Linked DNA regions of Macaca mulatta: region 2 is linked to region 1. The links are chromatin contacts, called in public Hi-C maps. All regions are on one chromosome and are shown on one strand. Each heading gives the region's core, a stretch centred on a gene start, on an enhancer-like site or on the middle of the called end of the contact. The rest is flanking DNA. Distances are from core to core; before and after follow the strand shown.

The links. Hi-C and Micro-C count contacts between places; a contact is called where the count stands out from the background.
Region 2: a Hi-C map of cortical neurons shows a contact between it and region 1, with 4 times the contacts expected there. The contact joins the promoter of D2HGDH here to the promoter of DTYMK in region 1.

The regions. Positions count from the first base shown.
Region 1 is chr12:146,967,023-146,973,699 of T2T-MMU8v2.0, reverse strand. It overlaps DTYMK (deoxythymidylate kinase), which reads left to right and starts at 3,441. Exons shown (of 5, transcript NM_001194775.2): 1 at 3,441-3,603; 2 at 4,386-4,494. The coding sequence starts at 3,474. It also overlaps a transcript of ING5 not described here.
Region 2 is chr12:147,010,476-147,017,152 of T2T-MMU8v2.0, reverse strand. D2HGDH (D-2-hydroxyglutarate dehydrogenase) reads right to left here and starts at 4,336. Exons shown (of 11, transcript XM_077958143.1): 1 at 4,263-4,336; 2 at 4,004-4,146; 3 at 2,193-2,601. The coding sequence starts at 2,508.

The DNA of each region.
Region 1 (6,677 bases), core at 2,192-4,691:
TCCCACATTTCACCCATGAAGTGGATCTACTCGCCTATCGGGCCTCCAGGGTCTTGTGGAGTGACTCTCGCACCCATTGCTCCAGGACAGACAGTGCTGGAAATCAGGCTGAGGCTGTCAGCGTGGCAGTACGAAGGACACTGGATTCTCAGCCACATAGACCCTCCTACGCCCACGCCAGGACTGAGGTCAGCAGGCCGGGGTGTGGCGGTCATCCTGTGATCAGGCAGGAACACCAAGAGAACTGCTAGAATGTGGACCAACCTGATGTCCTGAGTCACAGAGCTCCTGCCTAACACTGGACTTCATGTAATGTCAGATGACTGAATACCTTAATGCTCTGAGCCACAGTGGGCTGGCTGGTATTCCGCTACCTGTGCTAAAAAGCATCCTACGAGAGGTACACCGTGCTGGAATAGGAAAAGTGTTTCTTGTATCTTATTAACACACTTCAAGATGCTCATGTGCTTCAGCAATCCCTGCAGTCAAAAGGGTCCTCCACTCCCCAGTACACAAGGCCCAGCCAGCCAGATTCCCTCCATCCTCACCTTCCTCCCGTCCCAGGGGAGCCAGGAAAGCCATGCATGCACCAACACGGATGCCCTGTGTTCCTCCTCATCAGCCTGCTGAGTCCTCCTGGACCTGACAAGAGGCAGTACTGCAGCCTCGCCCAGCCCCGGGAACGTGGTCTTCCTTACTACAATCCCCTTCATCCTTTGGAGGGCAACAAGATGGTATTTTATAAGGAGGTATCAATCAGAAAAAAGGGATATTACTTTGATTATCTATGTAAGAGAATAATAAGTACCATTCTTAGTACTTGTAAGCGTTCGCTAGGTTGTGCTGTGGTAACAAAGGATCCCGAAGTCTCAGTGACTCGAAATCACAATGGCTTACTTCTTGCTGACGGCTGTACTTCACGTGCCTTTGTTACAGGATCTGGGGTGAAAAATCAGCTCTCACTGTGCACATGCTGTGTTCATGCTGGGGGCAGAAAGGGAGGGACTAAACCACAAAACACCTTTTAGAGCTTCTGCCTGAACGGGGCACAAGACAGCAGAATACTTTACATCACCATTTGGAAGTCTCACAGCTAAGCTGGACGTCAAGGAAGGGCAGGCCGGGTGCGGTGGTTCACGTCTGTAATCCCAATACTTAAGGAGGCTGACATGGGTGGATCACCCGAGGTCAGGAGTTCGAGACCAGCCTGGCAAACATAGTGAAACCCCATCTCTACTAAAAATACAATAATTAGCTGGGCGTGGTGGCAGGCGCCTGTAATCTCAGCTACTTGGGAGTTGAGGCAGAATAGGCTGAACCTGGGAGGTGGAGGTTGCAGTGAGCCGAGATCATGCCATTGCACCCCATTCTGGGCCACAAGAGAGAAACTCCGTTTCAAAAAAAAAAAAAAAATTAAATTAAAAAATAAAATAAATTAAAAATACAAAAATTAGCCAGGCGGGTGGTGGCAGGCACCTATAATCCCAGCTACTCAGGAGGCTGAGGCAGGAGAATCGCTTGAACCTGGCAAGTGGAGGTTGCAGTAAGCCGAGATTGCGCCAATGCACTCCAGCCTGGGCGACAGAGCAGGACTCCATCTCAAAAAAAATAAAAATAAAAGTAAATTAAAAAGGAAAAAAGGGCATAACTGGTAATAATAATATAACCCACATCCTTCCAGAACCCCAAACTGAATTGGGCAGGGTTCAGCTACTGGAAAACACAAAGCTACTCTAGGTATGCAGTGATAATGGGCTTACACAAAGGCTGGGAGCAAAGTCAGGGAAATTGTTGCCAATGACCTCAGCCCAAAGCACTGAAGTGGGTGGAGGTCTCAAGAGCTCATGGCAAAGCCAATGCAAACTCAACACTAGAAAGCTACCAGCAATCTCTTGGTCTACATCAGTGAGGCAGGTGGTTCTCAAAAGCTCATTAGCAAACAGCCTTGAATTTCATCTATATTTCTGGCTGAGAGTGCCTCCCAAGAATAATCACCTCCAAAGGTATGAGTGCCTCTCTCTGGCAGGCTGTAATACAGAGCTACACAGATGATTCTGGGAAATGCAGTTCCTACCTTTTCTTCTGCTAAGCAGAAAGTGAGGTCTAGCTGACAACCGACAATTTGGCACATAAAGATAGTAATTTAGGTATCTAAAATAACAAAAAGTCTCATCTGAGAAATGTCCAGGCAGCCAGATATCCCTAAGATAACAGCAAACACGACTGAGCGCTTTCTAGATGCCAGGGACACTTCGCGGGACTTTTTCCACCTCTCTATAGCAGAGACAGTTTTTCCTCTTACCATCATGACCCACATTTCAGAGGAGTTGGAGGCATGGAAAGAGGAAACAACTTGCCCGTTCTCTCTCCGTGCTATAATTTGTATACATCATCTTTTAAAACGGACTTTTTGGCCTGGCGCGGTGGCTCACGCCTGTAATCCCAGCACTTTGGGAGGCCGAGGCGGAGGATCACGAGGTCAGGAGATCGAGACCATCCTGGCTAACACGGTGAAATCCCGCCTCTACTAAAAATACACAAAATTAGCCGGGTGTGGTGGCGGCGCCTGTAGTCCCAGCTACTCGGGAGGCTGAGGCAGGAGAATGGCTTGAACCCGGGAGGCGGAGGTTGCAGTGAGCCGAGATCGCGCCACTGCACTCCAGCCTGGGCGGCAGAGCGAGACTCCGTCTCAAACAAAAGAACAACAAAAAACAACAACAAAACAACAACACAAACACACACACGGACTTTTCAGAGCCCTGCAGTTTTGCGCTTCAGGAACAATGGTGAACATTTATCAACCCCACGGTTTTACTACAACTGCCAGGTAGCCAGTGTCTACACAGCCCCCTATCCTGCCCCTGCTGTCAAACACAGCGTTTCCAGAACGCAGTCGGGGTGGGCTCCAGGTGAGCTCTGGGAGGCGCCCCGGCTGAGCCTGGGCACTGGGCCCCGCGCTTCGGAAGGCATCTCGCTCGTGCGTCTCGCGCGCCGCGGGACCGGAGTCCTCGCGCGTGCAGCGGGCACCGCAGGGCCGTGAGTCGGGCCCGCTGCGCGCAGCCAGGAGCCAACGAGAGGCGACGCTGCCCGGGCAGCGCCCGGGAGCCCCTCCGACCCTGCCCCCCGCTCGTCCGCGCCCTGACCCAGCGTCTGCAGCCATCCAGCCCGCGCGGCGTCACCGGCTCTCCCGAAGCGAAAGGCTCTGCTAGCCCGAGGACGGAGGCCCGCACGGGACACGGGGCACCGGTTTCCGCCCCGGAAGCCCAGGACGCTGCTCCAGTGCCGGCAAGGCCCAGGGCGCAGGCGCGAGTGTCGGTCCCACAGCGCGTCGCCCTCGCCCCAGCCCCGGCCAATCCCTTCGAATCCGGCTGAGGCCGGGAAATGCGAGCCAATCACGGTGCGCGCTGTTGATGCCGGCCAATGGGAGCTCCGGAAGGAGGTGTGGAGACGCAGGGGGCGGGCGGTGGACAGTCATGGCGGCCCGGCGCGGGGCTCTCATAGTGCTGGAGGGCGTGGACCGCGCGGGGAAGAGCACGCAGAGCCGCAAGCTGGTGGAAACGCTGTGCGCCGCGGGCCACCGCGCCGAACTGCTCCGGTTCCCGGGTGGGTGCGCGCGGCGGGTGGGGGTGCGCGGCGGCTTTCGGCGCCTCTGCCTTCCCAGGGACTCTTTGCTCCTAAGCTTAGTTGCCTGCGGTCGACGTGCTGTGAACTGCGCGGTTTTTATTTTAAAAGATGGGCTCTCGCCGTGTCGGCCAGGCTGGAATGCAGTGGCGCCATCTCGGCTCACGGCAGCCTGGACCTCCCGGGCTCAAGCGATCCTCCCGCCTCAGCCTCCCGAGTAGCCGGGATCACAGGCGCGCGCCACCGCCCCCGGCCCACGCCGCGTGTCTTGAAGTGCGGGGTATGGTGATGACTGACGTGTAAACCCGCGCGAAACCGTGGTCTCGACCCCAAAAGTTTCCTCCAGTTCTTTTGTAGTCCATGTGTCATTTTTGTGGATGTTTCGGGTGTTGTGTTTTGTTTGATGACTGTTCGCGCTTTCAGGGGTTTTATAGCATATATTTTAAAGTTTTCAAGTGAAGCATTGACCTTAATCCTAGGCCACCCAGTCCACAAATTTTATAAATGCTTGCTTTGAAGTCTCCACTTTCTTCCCGAGTTCTTTTTTCCTAAAGCATTTTTCATCCCAGCTTGTCTGCAGATTGCTGTTCTTTCTCAGAGAAATTCCTTTGACTTCCGCAGAAGAGCCAAACCTGTCTAGAGATTTAGTAAAGTAAAACTCAAAGTGAGACTTGAGTCCAGGAGAAATTCAGCCCAAACTATATTGTCATGTAGAGGGAAAGCCTGATCTCACTTGTATTTTGTGTGTTTCTCTTTTTTTCTAGAAAGATCAACGGAAATCGGCAAACTTCTGAGTTCCTACTTGGAAAAGAAAAGTGACGTGGAGGATCACGCGGTGCACCTGCTTTTTTCTGCAAATCGCTGGGAACAAGTGTAAAAACCATTGTACATTGCTGCCCCTGCCCCGGCCACTTTCCTTCCTCCTGAGATACAGTGAATGCCGCACTTGATTCTGAATGACAATGACAGTCATGCTAGGGCCTCAGGTTCTTTTATTTAGCAGTCCTGTGATCAGAGGTGGTGAAGCCCCTAGTTCCCAAAGGGCACTAACGAATGCTGTTTCTTCCTCCTGCTCCCCACACCCCATAACTAATAGACTTAAGTTTTTCGGATTTTTTTAGACGGAGTTTCACTCTGTCACCAGGCAGAGGTGCGATCTCGGCTCACTGCAATCTCTGCCTCTCGGGTTCAGGGGATTCTCCTGCCTCAGCCTCCCGACTAGCTGGGACTACAGGCGCGTGCCACCACAGCCAGCTAATTTTTGTATTTTTAATTTATTTTATTTTTTAATTTAATTTTTGTATTTTTAGTAGAGACAGGGTTTCACGGTGTTGGCCAGGATGGTCTCTCTTGACCTTGTGATCTGCCTGCCTTGACCTCCTAAAGTTCTGGGATTACAGCAGGTGTGAGCCACCACACCTGGCCCTTTTTTTTTTTTATTTAAGACAAGGTATTGCTCTGTGGCCCAGGCTGGAGTGCAGTGTCACACGATCATGGCTCACTGCAGCCTCAACTTCCTAGGCTCAAGCAGTCCTCCCACCTCAGCATCCCGAGCAGGTTGGACCGTGCGTGCATGCTGCCAAGCCCAGCTAATTTTTTTTTTAAAGTAGAGTCAAGGTCTCACCATATCGCTCAGGCTGGTCTCAAACCCCTGGCCTCATAGACTTAATGTTTTAAAGATAGCTTTAGGTATACAGAAAAATTTATCAAAAAGTAGAGTATGTAGAGAGCTCCCTACATACTACCCCTGCCTTCCCCCTTCCCTATTATTTATGTGCTGTATTATGTTACATTTGTTAAAATTGATAACCGATATTGATACATTAGTAACTGAAGGTTATAGTTTATATGAACTCTCCTGCCACCTTTTTTGTTTTACGTCATCGTAGTAGGTTTCCTCTTCATTCAACACTTAATGTTCATGTGTGTTCTTTCAGATGTTTTTATGTTTATATACATATGTAGAAACTACTATAGTTAGAATTTTGTTTTTTAACATAAATGAGGTCATACCATACAAATTATTTGGCAACTTTCTAACTCTGCCTTACAGATTTCTGCACTGACAGATCCCCTAACTCTGCCCTTCTCATGCTTTTTCATTGTTGTAGCATGTTCTCTAGAAAAGTTGTTCCACGGTACATTTAGCCTGTTCCCTGCTGGTGAACTTTCACTGGTTCCTCCTCATCCGTGTTACATGAAACGCTGCATTATTCTCCTCTGGCTTAGCTTTGTGTCTTGCTTGGAAAGGCTATTCCCACTCGAAGTCTTAAATGAAAATGAGACAATTTTTATAATCTTTTTAACACGTCTAGATTTTATGGAGGCAATTGTTCTTCTGATTTTGCTTTTTGTGGCTTTGTAGAAAAGTGATGAAACACGTATATGTATGCCCAATTTAAAATGAAGAATAATCCTGATTTTACTTTTTAGATAATCTTATCCCAGGTACCCAAGGCTACATCTCTTTTGTCCATCTGTTCTGCTACAGGTTACTTGTTTCCCTAATAGATATTTAAGTTTCCTCTATGTCTAACCATGGCTTGGAGACAAGAGTCGCTGTGTTGCTCAGATTGGAGTGCAATGGCGCAGTCTCAGCTCACTGCAACCTCCGCCTCCCGGATTCAAGCAATTCTCCTGCCTCAGCTGCCTGAGTAGCTGGGATTACAGGCGCATACGACCATGCACAGCTAAGTTGTATGTTTTAGTAGAGATAGGGTTTCACCATGTTGGCCAGGCTGGTCTTGAACGCCTGACCTCAAGTGATCTTCCCACCTCGGCCTCCCACAGTGCTGGGATTACAGGCGTGAGCCACCATGCCCGACCAATAGTTCATGTCTTATTTTCCCTAATTAATAGTCCATTGTTTGGATGTACCATAGTTCATTCACCTACTAAAGGACATCTTTGTTGCTTCCAAGTTTTGGCAGTTATAAAACCATTATAAACATCCTCATGCAGGGTTCTGTGTGGTCATAAGCTTTCACTTCTTTTGGGTAAATGCCAGGGAATACCATTGCTTTAATATGTGGTAAGACTGTTATTTTTGTAAAGAA
Region 2 (6,677 bases), core at 3,087-5,586, 43 kb before region 1:
GAGAGGAGCAGGCGTGGCCAGCCAGGAGCCCTTCATCTTACCTAGTGGGTTCCAAAAAGATATGTCCGCTTCTCAATGCCCCAGGACCTGTGAATGGGACCTTATTTGAAAAAACGGGGCTGGGCGCAGTGGCTCATGCCTGTAATCCCAGCACTTTGGGAGGCCAAGGCAGGCAGATCACGAAGTCAGGAGATCGAGACCATCCTGGCTAACACTGTGAAACCCCGTCTCTACTGAAAATACAAAAACAATTAGCCGGGCATGGTGGCGGGCACCTGTAGTCCCAGCTACTCAGGAGACTGAGGCAGGAGAATGGAGTGAACCCAAGAGGCAGAGCTTGTAGTAAGCCGAGATCGCGCCACTGCACTCCAGCCTGGGCGATAGAGCGAGACTGCGTCTCAAAAAAGAAAAAAGAAAAAGAAAAAATGGTCCAGCTGAGCGCCGGGGCTCATGCCTGTCATCCCAGCACTTTGGGAGGCCAAGGTGAGTGGATCACCTTAAGTCAGGAGTTCAAGACCAGCCTGGTCAACATGGTGAAACCCCGTCTCTACTAAAAATACAAAAATTAGCCAGGCGTGGAGGCGGGCGCCTATAATCCCAGTTACTTGGGAGGCTGAAGCAGGAGAATTGCTTGAACCCAGGACAGGGAGGTTGCCGTGAGCCGAGATCGCACCACTGCACTCCAGCCGGGGAAACAAGAGTGAGACTTCATCTCAAAAAAGAAAAAAAAGGAAAAACAGTCTTTGCAGGTGTAATTAAGTTGACAGTACTGAGGTGAGATCATCCCGATTAGGGTGGGCCCTCAATCCAATGAGAAGTGTCTTTATAAGACAGATGGAGAAGTGTCACGGAGAAGAGAAACCTGTATGAAAAACAGAGGCAGAGACTGGAGTAATTTGGTATCTGGGGCCACCAGGAGCTAGAAGAGGCAGGAAGGAGCCTTCTCTGGAGGCTTTGGAGGGAGTGGAGGGAGCGCAGCCCTGTGATACCCTGATTTCACACTTTTGGCCTCCAGAGCTTAAAGAATAAACTTGTGGGGTTTGGTGGGGAGGGGAATTGTTTTGTTTTAGAGATGAAGTCTTGCTGTGTTGCCCAGGCTGGAATGCAGTGGTGAGATCACATTCCACTGCAAACTTGAACTCCTGGGCTGGAGTAACTTTGTTACTGTTTGTTTTTTTAATCCTGGGCTGGCTAATTTTATTTATTTATTTATTTATTTATTTATTTATTTATTTATTTATTTTTATTTTTAGAGACGATGGGGGAGAGGCGGCGGTGGGGGAGTCTTGCTACGTTGCCCAGGCTGGTCTTGAACTTCTGGCTTCAGCCTCCAGGGCAGCTGAGAATACTGGCAGAGCCACTGCGCCCGACAAAGTTGAGTTGCTGGCCGGGCGTTGTCGGAGTGGCTCACACATGTAATCCCAGCAATTTGGGAGGCAGAGGTGGACGGATCACGACGTCAAGAGATTGAGACCATCTTGGCCAATATGGTGAAACCCTGTCTCTACTAAAAATACAAAAATTAGTGGGACGTGGTGGCGGGCGCCTGTAGTTCCAGCTACTAGGGAGGCTGAGGCAGACGAATCACTTGAACCTGAGAGGCGGAGGTTGCAGTGAGCCGACATCGTGCCACTGCACTCCAGCCTGGCGACAGAGTAAGACTCCGTCTCAAAATAAAATAAAATAGGCCGGACGCGGTGGCTCAAGCTTGTAATCCCAGCACCTTGGGAGGCCGAGACGGGCGGATCACGAGGTCAGGAGATCGAGACCATCCTGACTAACCCGGTGAAACCCCGTCTCTACTAAAAAATACAAAAAACTAGCCGGGCGAGGTGGCGGGCGCCTGTATTCCCAGTTACTCGGGAGGCTGAGGCAGGAGAATGGCGTAAACCCGGGAGGCAGAGCTTGCAGTGAGCTGAGATCCAGCCACTGCACTCCAGCCCGGGCGACAGAGCGAGACTCCGTCTCAAAAAAAAAAAGAAAATAAAAGAAAATAAAAAAATAAAAACTTGGGTTGTTCTAAGCGACTCGTTCGTGGTCCTTTACTCCAGCAGCCTGTGGCGGTGCACACGCCCCTCTCAGCGCAGCCAGGGGCTGGCACCCCCACCCAGCTCGTTCTCAGCCCGATTTGAAGCCTCCACCAGAAGGCGCAGGAGAGCAGGCCCCGCCGCAGCTTCCCAAGCCTCACCCACCTCGCAGCGTCCGTATCCAGTCCACGTTGGGAGCCTGCAGCGCCTCCGGATCCGTGACGACCCCGCCGGGCACGATGCGCTCAAAGGCGGCCAGGTCCTGCTCAGACACCGTGGAGAACGGCAAGCGCCGCACGGGGTAGCGCTCCCGGGTCAGCGGCACCTCCGGGGTCCCGGGGGCGGAGCAGCAGCCCCTGCGGGCCAGGGGGCCAACCGGCCGACCCCAAGAACCCGCGGCTCCCGGGGCACAGGCCCCGCGCGGCCCCGGGGGACACCGGAACAACCACGCGGGCCGCGCCAGCAGCTGACGGGGCAGCATCGCCGCCGGGACGGAGGCCTCGGGCTCCTCCTTCCGGGCGAGGCCGGTACTCAGGGCCCGGGGGGCAAGGGCCGGGAGCTGCTGGCTGCGCGCCTGGAAATGGCCAAGGGGAATTTCACGTTTTATGCACATTGTACAACTTGAAAAACGCTTGCAGAAGCAGGGAGAGGGGCAGGAGGGCAGCCAAAGGGAAGGCTCCCAGCACCCGGGCCCTCCCCCGGCCCGGCCCGCAACCCCGCGAGCGCGCGAAGCCCCGCAGCCGGCCTGGACTTAGCGACACGCAGGCTCGCGGCGGCCTCGCCGGGACCTGCCCCGGACCCCAAGCCGCCACGCTCGCCCCCAAGGGGACCCCGCGGACGCGCGCGCCTTCCACGCGGTCACGTGACGAGCTGCAGTGCCGCCCCCACCCCCGCTCACAGGCACAGATTGGCTGGAGGCGCCCGAGATCGCGCCCCGCGACCCCCACCCGCCGTGGAACCGCAGCCCGGGAACCTCAGCCGAGCGCTCCGGGCGGCCGCGCGCACGCACCCGCGACCACGTCCCGGGCTCCAACCCTCAGCGCCCACCGCAGGCCCAGAGCCGCTAGGCCGGAGTGGGCGGGACGACGCCACGCCTGCGCATTGACGGCTCCGCCCTGCCATCGAAGCCCCGCCCCGCGCTCCTAACAGGTCCCGCCCCTCTCGTCATTCCCGCCCTCCATGCCCCGCCCCGCCATCCAAGCCCCGCCCCGACTGGCTTCGGAGGGTCAATCGCCGCTCCCTCGTCCTGCGTTCCCGGAGGGCCTCCGGCGTCCAGGCTGTCGGGCGCCTCCCTTCAGGTAGGGAAGGGACTAGGCTGAGCGCAGCCCAAGACGCCCAAGCAGCAGCCGGAGCGTTCTCCAGAACGAGGCCCGGTACGGGGGCTCGGCTGAGGGACCTGGGGGCCGGCCCGCTCCTCCGAGGCCGTGCCCAGGGGGCGCCCCTTTCGCCAGCGGCCTCCCTCCCCCAGCTCCTGCACGGACCACCCCTCCTGGGCCCCCAGCCTTAGCTTAGGGGGCAGCTGCCTCCTGCAGGTGTTTTCTTGCCTCCGTGTCCGCTTCCGCCTGTTCAGCCCTCCGTGCCCTCAAACCCTTCGCACACCTGGGGAGCTCCTGGCCTCCTGACGCAGTACCTGCTGTCCCGAGGAGCCTCCCGGCCTGGGCTCCTCTTCCTGAGGCATCGCCAGCACTTGTTTTGTGGGTTTTGGAGACAGGGTCTAGCTCTGTTGCCCAGGCTGGAGTTCCGGGGGTGATCTCAGCTCACTGCAACCTCTGCCTCCCGAGCTCAAACCGTCCTCCCACCTCGGCCACCCAAGTAGCTGGGACTACGGGCGTGTGCCACCACGCCCGGCTAATTTTTTGTTATTGTATTTTTGTAGAGATGGGGGGGGGGGTCTCATGTGCTGCCCAGGCTGGTCTCGAACTCCTGGACTCAAGCCATCCGCGCGACCTCCCAAAGTACTTGTTACTTCAGCTCACCCAATTCCATAGAACCAGAGGGTGCAGACGATGCAGATCTCTGAGCAGATGAGGGCAGAGAGCAGGAGCCCGCACTCGGTCCAGAGGCCAGACTGTGGAGCTGTGCAAGAGGCGGAGGCTACGCCCATGACAGCAGATGGGTCCTGGTAGTCACACAGAAAACCGGCATGCTGGATTTGTCCTGGTGATGAGGCTCTGGAGCAGCAGTTGAATGGAGTCATTCCCGTCCTCCTTAACCACATCCCCAAGGGCCACTCACCTTCTTCCCAGGTGAATCACCCATGCAGGGCTCTTCCAAGTCAGCAATGCATTTTGCCTTTGGACTACAACCCTGGGAAGGTGACGTCCACCTGGCCCTTCCTACCTGGCTGGCCCTTCCTCTGCAGGCCGGTGTGGGAGTTTCCCATTGTCAAGTGTGACTGTTTCAGTTACACATTCAGGAACTGGAAAGAACCACAGATGAGGTCTGTGGACCCCCTTACCACCCGACCTCCACACGCCCTCCTGTGGACCCCCTTGCCACCCGACCTCCACACGCCCTCCTGTGGACCCCCTTGCCACCCAACCTCCACACGCCCTCCTGTGGACCCCCTTACCACCTGACCTCCACACGCCCTCCCTCTGACTAGCAGGCCAGTGGCATCTTGGACCCCTGGGATTAGGAATGATTCAGAACTCATAAAGATTACCACCCATACCACCCCCTAAAATAACTGATTTTTCTGGCCAGGCACGGTGGCTTACGCCCGTAATCCCAGCACTTTAGGAGGCTGAGGCAGGTGGATCACCTGAGGTCGAGAGTTTGAGACCAACCTGGCCAAAATGGTGAAACCCTGTCTCTACCAACAATAAAAAAATTAGCCGGGCGTGGTGGTGGGCGCCTGTAATCCCAGCTACTCGGGAGACTGAGGCAAGAGAATGGCTTGAACCTGGGAGGCAGAGGTTGCAGTGAGCTGAGATCACACCATTGCGCTCCAGCCCTGGCTACAGAGTGAGACTCTGTCTCAAAACAAAACAAAAAAACAACTCTCTCAAAAAATAGTAACAACTGATTTTTCTTTTTCCCAGGGCACAGACCCCTGGCAAAGCCCACATGTACCCTTGGAGAATGCTTGGAGGAAAACATGGCATGTGCTGGTTTCAGTGTTGTGGGGCCCTTCCCCCAGCATCAGCCTCCTCTTCCAGCGAAGACGCTGGTCTGCAGATTGGTTTCACCTGGATGGTGGGTGAGGGGCCGACTGTACCTCGTGAGGACCAAGCTCTTCCCAGGTTCTGTTAATGCACTGCTCGAGGCAACGTTTTGAGACCCATCAGCTCCTATTAGGTTTGTGTCCCCCAGAATTCGTATGCGGAAGCTGTAACCCCCAATATGGCCATATTTGGAGATGGGACTTCTGAAGAAGTAATTAAGGTTAAAGTCAGTCACAAGGGTGGGGTCCTGATCCGACAGGACATGCGTCCGTAAAATAAGAGACACCAGAGAGCTCCCTCTCCCAGTCAGTCATGTCGGCACACGTGAGAAGGCAGTGTTGGCAACCCAAGGGAAGAGCCCTGGACAGGCACCAGACAACACCAGCACCTTAATCTTGGACTACCAATCTCCAGAAATAAGAGACATTTTTGTTAAGCCCCCCAGTCTGTGACATTGTGATAACCTGATACGGTTTGGATTTGTGTCTCCGCCCAAATCTTATGTTAAATTGTAATCCCCAATATTGAGGGAGGAGCCTGGTGGGAGGTGACTGGCTCATGGGGGCAGATTTCCCCCTTGCTGTTCTTGTGAAAATGAGTGAGCTCTCAGGAGACCTGCTTGTTTAAAAGCGTGGCACCTTTCCCCTCTGCTCCCTTTCTCTCCTGGTCCGCCATGGTAAAATGTGCTTGCTTCCCCTCCGCCTTCTGCCGTGATGTAAGTTTCCCGAGGCCTCCCCGCCATGCTTCCTGTACAGCCTGCAGAGCTGTGAGTCAATTAAACCTCATTTCTTTATAAATTACACAGTCTCAGGTTGTTCTTTCTGGCAATGCAAGAATGGACTAATACAGAGCCCAAGCTGACTCCAGCAGCTTCCAAAGGGCAAGTACAACACAGCAAGTCTTGCCCTTCCAGAGCAAGCACAGTACTCTCTTAGAGCAACTGCAGCATTCTCACACGTCTTCCTTGGAAGTGAACTTGAGCAACCACCCAAGGTAAGGCACAGGGTCCTCCGCAGACCCCCAGCCAGCAAGCTCCGCAAACCACTCTCCAATCACTGCATACCCCTTCAAAATTCAACTTCACACACTTGTCTCTGGGCACAATACTGACATTTTACACCCATTTCCCAGAATGATGCTGAATCATGGGGGTGGTTCCCCCATACCTTTCTCGTGGTAGTGAATGAGTCCCACGAGATCTGATGGTTTTATAAGGGGAAACCCCTTTCACTCGGCTCTCATTCTCTCTTGTCTGCCGCCATGTAAGATGTGCCTTTTGCCTCCTGCCATGATTGTGAGGCCTCCCCAGCCATGTGGAACTGAGGGTCCATTAGACCTCTTTTTCTGTCAGGCGCAGAGGCTCACGCCTGTAATCCCAACACTTTGGAAGGCTGAGGCAGGTGGATCACCTGAGGTCAGGAGTTCAAGATCAGCCTGGCCAACATGGCGAAACCCCATCTCTACTAAAAATACAACAATTAGC